2 separate regions of the Sus scrofa genome follow, and region 2 is linked to region 1. The links are chromatin contacts, called in public HiChIP or PLAC-seq maps. All regions are on one chromosome and are shown on one strand. Each heading gives the region's core, a stretch centred on a gene start, on an enhancer-like site or on the middle of the called end of the contact. The rest is flanking DNA. Distances are from core to core; before and after follow the strand shown.

Region 1 (5,088 bases), core at 1,517-4,016:
CTTTCTTTTCAATGTAATACACTCCAAGTAATACAAATCCCTTGATACCTTTTATTCTTTCATAGGCATATGCTGCTGTATTCCTTCATATGAGTATTTTTATCCTGCTTGGCTAGGTGCCCAGAAACTGTTAAGGACCATATCCTTATTTTTAAGACATCTAAGACTTAAGCAATAAGAATCAATTTTTAAATTTAATCTCCAAAAGCATCTGTTCCTTTCCAGTTAGTTACACCAGAACTCCGTGCGCTTCTCCCCCTGATGTACCCGGCTGGTTGATGGGGATCTCAAATGGCAGCCCTGTCCTTTCTCTCTCCTACCTTCCCTCTGTCTCTTCCACCAAGATCCCCTCCCTCCAGCCTCCCCCATCCGTCCTGCGGCAGCAAACTTGAGGCCCAGAGTTGAGAGGCTGGGTAGGCACCCTTTGCAAAATGGAGAAGGAAACTCTGCCTTCCTACTACGTCCAGCTGCTGTGTTGGGTTTGGTAGGAAGAGGGGAATGCCAGAAGTATTTAAAAATATTTTTCTTGTATATTTAAAATATTTTGTTCGAAGAGAGATTTTTTTCTTACCCTATCCCCAGGAAAGAATTGGAAAGCCATGAGCGGAAAAAAGCATTAGAAATAAAGCCGAGCGTTGGCTGTGGCCCCTGTAGATGGTGTACGGGTGTGAAGATGGCTCCTGAGAATGTGGTCTGGGTTAAGACACGAGCAGGTCCATCATTCGGCCTGCTTTGAAGGGGACGCTAGCCTAAAGTCAGACCCAGCATCTTGCATTTGTTTTTCCTTCCACGGTACTCTTGACGGAATCAGAAAGCACTGGACTTCCACCCAGGAGAGAGGTCCGGAATCAGACGCTTCCCGGGGTGGAAGAGAATTGTCTCTTCTCCAGATCGTCCTCGCCTTTGCCTCATCCCTTCAGAGATCTTATCATGGGTGCCAGCTTCTCCGGTGGGAAATAGTGACACCTCCATTTAGCTGGTGCAAAGCCAGTGCCCAGTGCTTCTTTAGCTTCCTCTTGAGAAATGAATTAAAACATAATCCCATATAGGAGTTCCGATGGTGGCTCAGTGGTAGTGAACCTGACTCGGATCCCTGAGGACATGGGTTTGATCCCTGGCCTCGCTTAGTGGGTTAAGGATCCGGCATTGCCATGAGCTGTGGCGTAGGTTGAGGACGCAGCTTGGATCTGTGGCTGTGGTGTAGGCTGGCAGCTGCAGCTCTGATTCCACACCAGCCCAGAAACTTCCATATGCTGTGGGTGCAGCCCTCAAAAAAAAAAAAAAAAAAAAAAAAAGAAAAAGAAAAAATCCCATATAAAAATAAGCTCTTGAATTTCATATGCAGAGCAGGACATCAACGTGAGGAGCCTTTAAAAAGAGCTTTCAGGAACCGTGGTTTAAAGATTAACGTTTCTTACCTTGTCCTAAGATTCTTAGAACGTTTTCACGCTTTCTCTAACCCTTGACATGTTTCAAAACTTTATTGATTTTCTCAACAGCAGCACCAGCACCCTGCCCCCAAGTGTTTCAGCTCCTCATTCTGTCCACGTACAAGTGTTTTAGAGGGATCGCCTTTCCCTGAAAAAGGCGCTTCTTTTGTCAGGGAAATGCTTTGAACTTGCTCTGTGACTGACCGCTGGTTTTCTGCTTGGATAGATCTATTCTTGGATAGAGGTTATAACTGAGCGGCATCCTGATATGATTGAAAAAATCCACATTGGATCCTCATATGAGAAGCGCCCACTTTATGTTTTAAAGGTATGTTGTGGGGAGAAGCATTGATCTTTCAACTTTGGGGAGGGGGGGTGTTCCTTCTCCAGCAAGGCTTATTATTACTTGGATTTTTTTTTTTTTTTTGAGTTCTGGGAATAAGTATATTACCAGTGTCCCTCAACTTTAATACCCGGCTATTTAGAGCTTGTTACTACCTTTAATTTTCCCCCCTTTACTAATGCCGTGTAGGTCTAAGCGTAGTAACCTCAGTTTTAGAATCAATTCTGTGTCTACTTATGTGTCAGTGAAGCCACTTAACCTTTCTGGGCTTCAGCGCCTACTTTCAGAAAATGAGAGATGTGGTCTAGATTATTTTTCAAACCCTTGTTTTATGTGCACCACCACCTCTAACTGACTTACTTGGAGAAAAAAAAAGGAGAGGAGTCTGTTATTGAACAAATATTGACATAGATCCAGTTTTTGGAACCAAAGAAAGAGCTGAACAATGAAACCCACGAAAGGATAGGAATCGGGGTGACACTGGGAATCCTTGGCAGAGATGCTGATATGATAGCTTCTGCTTCAGTCACCCTCTGTTTGGTTATTTATTTTCAGGTAAATAAATTAGCCTTAGTCTGGTTAGTGAATTTGGCCACAGGAAGAATACTGAAACCAAACTAAGTTCTGCCTGTCAATTGCTGATTCTGCACTTCTGTTTTTTGTTTTTTTTTTTTTAACCACTCTTTCCCTTAAAAAAAAATTAAATGTGAAATAAAATACATTTTAAAGATGCTCTGGAAAAATGTGACCATTGGAAAAATGCATTCGACATAGTAGCATTTACTTTATGCATACTTTCCCGATGTTGCCTAAATTGCTGATAGGTGAGCCTGTTCGATTATCCAAAGGTAAGATTTTGAGTCAGGACTTCTGGGTTTTAATCTGTTCTGACAAGAACCTGCAGTGCAAATTGAAGGCAGATGTAGGAAACATCGGAGCTTCCTGGCAGCTGAGTGGGCCATCCAGGCTGGCTTGGTGTAGTCACGGCATGCCTACGTATGACATTTACTTTCTTCGGAACTGGTGTGTCTGGAACCCAGATGTACCTGTTGGAAACCCCTGTTTCCTGCTTGCTTCACTCCCAATCTTACTTAATCTAGAATGTGGACATCATGTGAGGTGTCCACATGTCTTGGGGTGACCAAGACAGTTAGACAAAAGGTTGAGGAAGGCAACTAGTCCAGACAACTCAGGATTTTCTTTTAAATGGAATAGATTAAATCAGCTGGGTAATTCTCCTCTCTGTCCAGTTTGACCCCTTGAGGTCAACGTCATTTGATTTTCTCACATGTCTTCTTGTCGGGTATCGCTTAGCTCCAGGTTAGTGAAGAAAAAACTTCTGCGTGATGTCAGTGGCAACCTAAAAATCAAGCACTCTTTTGTTCTGGTTTTGGAATTCCAACCCCGTAAATCTGTTTGATTTTGCAACTCTCTTCTCCCTTCCCTCCAAATTCTAAAATTGTCGCTATTTTTTTTTTTTATTCCGCCCTCTCCCTCCACCCCCATGAGTAGTTTTTAAACACAAGTGAAACTAGGAGTTCCCATCGTGGCGCAGTGGTTGACGAATCCGACTAGGAACTATGAGGTTGCGGGTTCGATCCCTGGCCTTGCTCAGTGGGTTAAGGATCCGACGTTGCCGTGAGCTGTGGTGTAGGTTGCAGACCCGGCTCAGGTCCCATGTTTCTGTGGCTGCGGTGTAGGCCAGTGGCTACAGCTCCGATTGGACTGCTAGCCTGGAAACTTCCATATGCCGAGGGAAACGGCCCTAAAAGAAGACAAAAAAGAAAGCAAACAAACAAACAAACAAACGCAAGTGAAACTATGATTCATTTTGTTTGGAGGTGATTTTGAGAATTTGTCTAAAGATATCAAAGGCTGTCATTGGGGAAGGGTTGGGAGTTCTTACTCCAGAAAGTTGGCAGCTTACACTGTCCTCCATGCTGTAAATCAGAATAAGTCCTCTGTCCCCAGATTTGTTGGTCATAAATTTGTGTGATGCTAGAAGTGTGCTTTTTTGTGTGTGAAGTAAGGAAATAATCCACACATTAAAAGTGTAAACCCTGGGAAAATGGTGAGAGGGTCCAAATTTATATGGAGCACCGCTGGCTTCACCCTCCCAAGCCTTTTGCTGTTCCAAACCTCCCTCAGGAAATTGCCCACCCAACACATAGTAGCCAATTAATTCTAACTAGAGTGTGAAGCTCTAGCTCCTGGGTCTCTACTTCTGTACTTTCTCACGCAGCTCTGGCATCACCAGGTAACTGTAGGGGAATAAAAAGAGCCTTAAATCAAGTCCTGGCTTCAGACCTCAGTCCCAACTCTGACCAGCTGTGTGACCTTAGCTAGTGATTTTTAATCACATCCTCTTTTAATTTCCCTGGAGAATTCGCAAAGGAATGCAGAGGAGGATGCATATTTCACAGACTGGCTAACAGGATTTTAAATAGAAGCACTATATACTTGAAAGTTATTATCCTGAAGCTTCTTGTTCTTGCTTTTTGGGTTTCTCTGGGCAGGTTTCTACAAAAGAACAAAAGGCCAAAACTGCCGTCTGGATTGACTGTGGAATCCATGCCCGAGAATGGATCTCTCCTGCTTTCTGCTTGTGGTTCATAGGCCATGTGAGTATTCACATTTTCTTTTTTTGAAAGTTTTTTGGAAGTTTAGTTGATTTACAAGGCTGTGATCATTTCGGTTCTACTGTTACAGCCGTTGCCCAGCAACCCTGCCCCTGAGCATATCAGCTCTGGTGACAGCCCTGTGGCTGTTGTGTACCAGCTCCAGCAGCTCTGTGGCTGCAGTGGATCCGTTCTTTTCCCCAGTGAGAAACCAAGCGAGCACTCAGAGAGGTGGAGACCTCAGGTTTATCATGCCCGCGGGCTCAGAGGAGATGGCTCTCCGGAGTCTGAGCCCCGAAGAAGGGTTTCACGAGGCTTTTATGGGCTACCTCTTCCGGGTCCATGCTTGGCTGGTCGGACCTGGAGTGAGGTCAGGCAAGGTAGTAGAGGCGGAGACAAGTTTACAGAAGCAGGTGTGTGGGGAGGGTGGCTGGGGACAGTTGGGTGGACTTTGCTGAGTCATCATGGCCGGGGTCTCTCCTTTGTACCTTTTTCTGGGGATATTTTCTCCTACACAACAACAAAGTGACCCATTCACACATGTACCCACAGCCAGCCTCTTTCAGATGAGTTCTCTACAGCAGCTCCCCACTGGCCAGTCATTCCGTGTGCCTCAGGGTGCATTGCCAGTCCCAAACCCCCAGTCCGTCCCCACCACCACTGCCTGTCCCCTTTGGTAACCATAAGTTTGTGAGTC
Region 2 (5,043 bases), core at 1,023-3,522, 64 kb after region 1:
ACCGCTTAATTACATGTGGTTTGGAGTCCTTATCTTATGTAATAGAATATTTAATTAAATTTTATAAGCCGAATTGCTATTGTCCTGCTTTGTCTATAGGCTCCTGTTATACCTGGAATAAAATGTAAAACTTTGTTTCTGTTTTCTTTTGTTTTTTTGGCCGCACCTGGGGCATGTGGAGTTCCTGGGACAGGGATTGAACCTGAGCCACAGTAGTGGCCACACTGGATGTTTAACTCACTGAGCCACCAAGGAACTCCCAAAACTTTGGGATTTTTGCTGCAATATATGGACAACTTTCTTAACTATTTTAGTTGCCTTTTTTGTTTAATCAAAATAGGGAAAACCCCCCTTTTTAAAGCATTTGTAAAATTATTAAATGAGTTTGGACTTATCTTTAGGTGTAGGTAAATGCTCTAACATTAGCGTATGACAAGTCTGAGGTCAGCAATTATTTTTGAGAATCTACTGTAAATGCTGTAACCTTTTTCTAGTCATTTCAAAATAGAGTCACTTACAAATCCTATGTTGTATTTTTTCCATTTTAAGCTTTACCTCGTCATTTTCACATAGGAACTGAATATAGTATCCTCTCAAATGCTGATTAAAATGTTAGATTTGCACTGTGTCTTTTAAAATCTTGCTACTTCTTACATTTACCAAGTTCCCATTCTTAAGTAAAATAGAGTACAGTCTTCTCGTTGTGATGCTACTGTAGAACCTTTATTTCCTCTACTTAGTAGGGAAATTATTATTTACAAAACTGATTCTTGAATGAAACAAAGATAAGTTAGAAATATTCCATATTATAGTAACTATCTCATGTAGTTTCACAACTATAATAACCTGTGTTTATATATGTACTTTTTAGAAAGAATCTTCAAGAGGGAGACATAGGGAAAAGGAAGACATAAAAATCACTAAGGAGAGAACTCCAGAAAGTGAAGAAGAAAATGTAGAATGGGAAACTAATAGAGATGGTGAGTTTCAAAAATCTTTGTTTATATAGTCAGTTTATTGATTATTTACTTTGTAGAGTTTCTGTGGGCTTCAAAACACTTTTCCACTGTGACCTGTTTGAATCACCTGGTTGACTTGTATCTATTTATTGAGTTAAAAGGCAGAAAATGGCAGATGGTGGAACAAAAGCAAAGAAAGCTATTTGCACTGTGTTTTTCAACTTCCATCCTTTTCTTCCTCTAGAACTTATTGTATAGTATCACAATCCTTTGGAATTTTATTACATTTGTAAATTTTTAATTTCTTTAGTATCAAGGTTTAAAAAAACCTAAATGTATATTTGTTGCTTTGCATAAAATATTAAAAGCAAGATTTTTTTAAACCTTAAGGACCTAGGAAAATTATCTCTAGGAAATTGTTGGCTTCCATCTTTTAGAAGAAATCCAAATCAGTGATAATTGAGGGATTTGTCTCAAAATAAGCAAAGTCGTCTTTGAGTCATTGTCTTAACAGATGAGCATTTATTTTCCACGCCTTGAATGTTCTCTCATCTCTACTTCTTTGACCTTCTGGAAGTGAGCATTATAGGCTCACACTGCCAAATACAGAGAAGGGGAACTCAAATTTGTTGAATGTGTTGAGTGTACTGGGCATTTTAATATATTTCCTCATTAATTCAGTAGCTTTGTTACTTTGCTTATAGATGACAAAACTAAAGCGTTTAAGAATGTAAGCAACTTCCTCATTAGTAAGCCAAAAGCTTAGGCCAGGTGTTAGAAAACTAGAACTTGTGAGCCAGCCATCTGTTTTTGCAGTAAGTTTTATTGGCAAATAGCCATGCCTGTTTACTTGGTTACATATTTTCTGTGGCTGCTTTTGAGCTACTCATGCATGAGTTGAGTACTTGTGACAGCCAGGAGACTACACACCTAACAATATTTGCTGTCTTTAAGAAATGTCTTCTGAAAACGTATAGACTAATACTCGAAAAGTACCTTAAATGGCTCTTTAGTAATTTGAGCATCAGTACTTTTTAAGGAAATCCATTCCATCTTTGTACAGTACTGTCTGTTAAAAAGTTACTTCTAAGAACAAATAGTAAACTTCTCTATTGATGAGTTCATTGGGATTTTGTAAATGTAATGCCTCCTACAAAAGAGCAGTAAAGGGGAGTTCCTATCGTGGATCAGTGGTTAACGAACCTGACTAGTATCCATGAGGATGTGGATTCAGTGGGTTAAGGATCTGGTGTTGCTGTGAGCTGTGGTGTAGATTGCAGCTCTGATCCAGTGTTGCTGTGGCTCTGGCGTAGGCCAGCAGCTGTGACTCTGACTCATCAACCCCTAGCCTGGGAACTTCCATATGCCACCAATGCAGCCCTAAATAGACCAAAAAACAAACAAACAAAAACCCCAGCAGTAAAGGCAACTAAAATATCCCATGGTAGTTAATTAAAATTATTTAACATATTGAAATAAAATATTACAAACTGTTCAAGGATAAATAGCTAACTTTTCCTAAATACTAAGGGATTAACTTTTAACACACCCAACATTCTTTCTTTTCATTTTAATTTAGTTTAATGTTTGGATAAAAAACATTCTTTCCAATGTTTGAGATACATTGGATGCTTCTTATTTTTAAAAATAGAAACTTGCCTGTTCTCATTTCAATAATGCATGCTAGTTTGTTGAACATTTCAGAGGTTCAGAAAAGCTTAAGTCAGTTTGTTTCTTTTCTTCCTAGTAGCCGTTGCAAACCTTTCTCCTTACACCTTCAGTCTTCCAACTCCTTTCTCTTGCTTGCTGTTTGTAACACAGAGATAAGGGAGCTCTATCCACAGACTCTTTCAGCTTCCTGCCACCACACCTATGAGCTAGTCCTTGATTCACATCTACACTTGACTTTGCTCAGAGGCCTTCCTCCTGTGGCGTGCGATTATATTCCCCTGATTTCCTCCCACCTCTGCAGTCTTGTTCACTTATTTTACTTTCTCTTTTACATCTTAACATCCATCTTGGCACATTTTCTCTTCTCCCCGTATTATTTTGAGCCATCGCCCTGCTTGTTCCCACTTTACAACCAAATTCTGCTTTTTCACCTCATATTTATTCAGTCTCCGAGTCATGTCTTCAAGAAAACTGCTCTTTAAGGTCACAGTAATCTCCTTTTTGCTAAATAAATGGAGCCGTAACTTGTCTTTTTATTCTGTAACCTCTCTGCAGCATGTGACATTTCCCAGGGCCTCTGTTCTTTTGAAGCACTTTCCCGTTAGCGTCCGTCTGTCACCCTTCAGGTTTTCTGTCTTCCTGTGCCAGCCCTTTGGCCCTATGTAGAGGCTCCTTGTATGCTCTCTGTCCCTTAAATTAAATGCTGATACCCAAGGCTTTGCTCTAGACTATCATCTTTAAAAACCTAAAGTGATTTTACTACAAGAACCTTTTATATGCAGAGTTCTTTTAAAAGGTGAGTAAATGTCTTTTATAGTAGCTTTACATATAAAATATTCACATGGCTATTCCTTAGCTTTTTCTTGATTAAAACGCATAAGTTCTGATTATTGTGTATCTTTATGGATTAAAAGTTTCTGTCAAAAGGAATATCGAAGCATGAAGTTGGTCAGATTGTGAGACTGAACTCATTTAATATACTTACCTTCTGCATCGTGAATCTAAAGTGAATAGCGGTTTAGCTAGACTCAGAAGAAAATTTGTCTGTATGAGTAGTTCTCAAACTTTTTGGTCTCAGCACACTTTTTCACTCTTTTTAAGGACACAAAAGAGCTTATGTTTTTGTGATTATCTGCTTCAGTAGTTTCCATTATTAGAAAATGGTTCTGAGAAATTTTTAAATATCTGTTAATTTATTTAAGAATTACAGGAGTAAACCTAATATATGCTTTTATGGAAAATAGCTGTATTTTGCAAAGCAAAAGTGAAAATGGAGGAGGTGGCAGTGTTTTACCTGTTTCTGCACATCTTAGTTTTAACTTCTTAAAGCTAAAGTAAACTTCTTAACGGACTTCATGGAAGACATTCTAGATTTTCACATTTGCTTCCACATTCAGTCTGTTAATGATATCACATATCATGTGACTTCTGGAAAATTTCATTATCTACTCAGGAGAGAATGAGTAAACCAGGCAAATAATGTAGTACTATAGAAATATTTTCGATCTTCTGGAACTCTAGAAATTGTCTTGGGCATCCCCAGGAATCCTCAGACCACTCTTTGAGAACCACTGGTCTCTAGAAGCAGCTTCTAAAATTGTTGGTTGTCTCCCCTTTATTGAGACTTCTTTTCTTCTCAATTTCAATTTTTCTGTCTAGATGAAGTCATGCTCTCAGGGCATCATTAATGTCTGTGTATTAATGACTTTAGTATCTGGAGCTCTATTTCTCTAAATGACTACTAATGTTCTAGTTCTTAAGATATTTGTTGTGTTGTCTATAGATATATTTTACCAAATAACCTTCTTACTCGTTCCTTGAGGTTAGTCTTGTCTCCTATATCATTCTCCACTTGAAAGCCAGAATAGTCTTCACAATGTTTTTTTACTTGAGTATAATAATATATTCAGAAGGGTGCATGAGTCATTTGTGCAACCATTGAATTTTCACAGACAGAACAGTTTTGGATAACCAGCACCCAAATCAATACAGAGAGAATTATCAGTATCCCATTAGCCCCCTGTCCTCCCCTCCAGTCACTGCCTCCCACCCCCACTTCCCAAAGGTAGCTACTGCCCTGATTTCTACCACCGTGGATTAGGGTTGTCTGTTTTTGAGCTCTGTGTAAGTGGAATCTGTGGCATGTACTCTTTTTGTACTTCGCTTCTTCTGCTTACAGTATGTTTGTGAAATTATTGCATGTAGTTCATTAATTCTCATTGGTATTCACAGTATTTCATTCTATGAGTACACCATAATTTATTCATTCAACTGTTGATAAACATTTGAATGATTTCTAGTTTTGGGCTATAATGGATAAGTTGATGCGATTATTCCTAATCCTCTCCTTTGATATGCATGTACCCATTTCTCTTGAGTTTATGCCTGGGAGTAGGATTCCTGGGCCATGAAG

The links. HiChIP or PLAC-seq counts read pairs in DNA pulled down with a chosen protein or histone mark.
Region 2: an H3K27ac HiChIP or PLAC-seq map of alveolar macrophages shows a contact between it and region 1. The contact joins two enhancer-like sites. A contact is called at or near these places in 5 of 47 Hi-C or Micro-C datasets (blood, embryonic fibroblasts, fetal liver and 2 more) and 1 of 2 datasets of contacts at active chromatin or transcription factors (alveolar macrophages).

What each region holds. Positions count from the first base shown.
Region 1 is chr11:21,262,250-21,267,337 of Sscrofa11.1, forward strand. CPB2 (carboxypeptidase B2) reads left to right here. Exons shown (of 11, transcript XM_001929146.4): 5 at 1,657-1,758; 6 at 4,290-4,394. Among named protein-coding and RNA genes, the nearest start is that of CPB2, 30 kb to the left of the region's middle. Within about 2 kb of position 2,767, at least 1 of the 83 cell types and tissues checked has an H3K27ac peak or open chromatin away from gene starts, as enhancers often do. A contact at or near this core is called in alveolar macrophages, where this site is marked.
Region 2 is chr11:21,327,074-21,332,116 of Sscrofa11.1, forward strand. It overlaps ZC3H13 (zinc finger CCCH domain-containing protein 13), which reads left to right. Exons shown (of 19, transcript XM_021065602.1): 5 at 872-980. Among named protein-coding and RNA genes, the nearest start is that of ZC3H13, 31 kb to the left of the region's middle. Within about 2 kb of position 2,273, at least 9 of the 83 cell types and tissues checked have an H3K27ac peak or open chromatin away from gene starts, as enhancers often do. A contact at or near this core is called in alveolar macrophages, where this site is marked.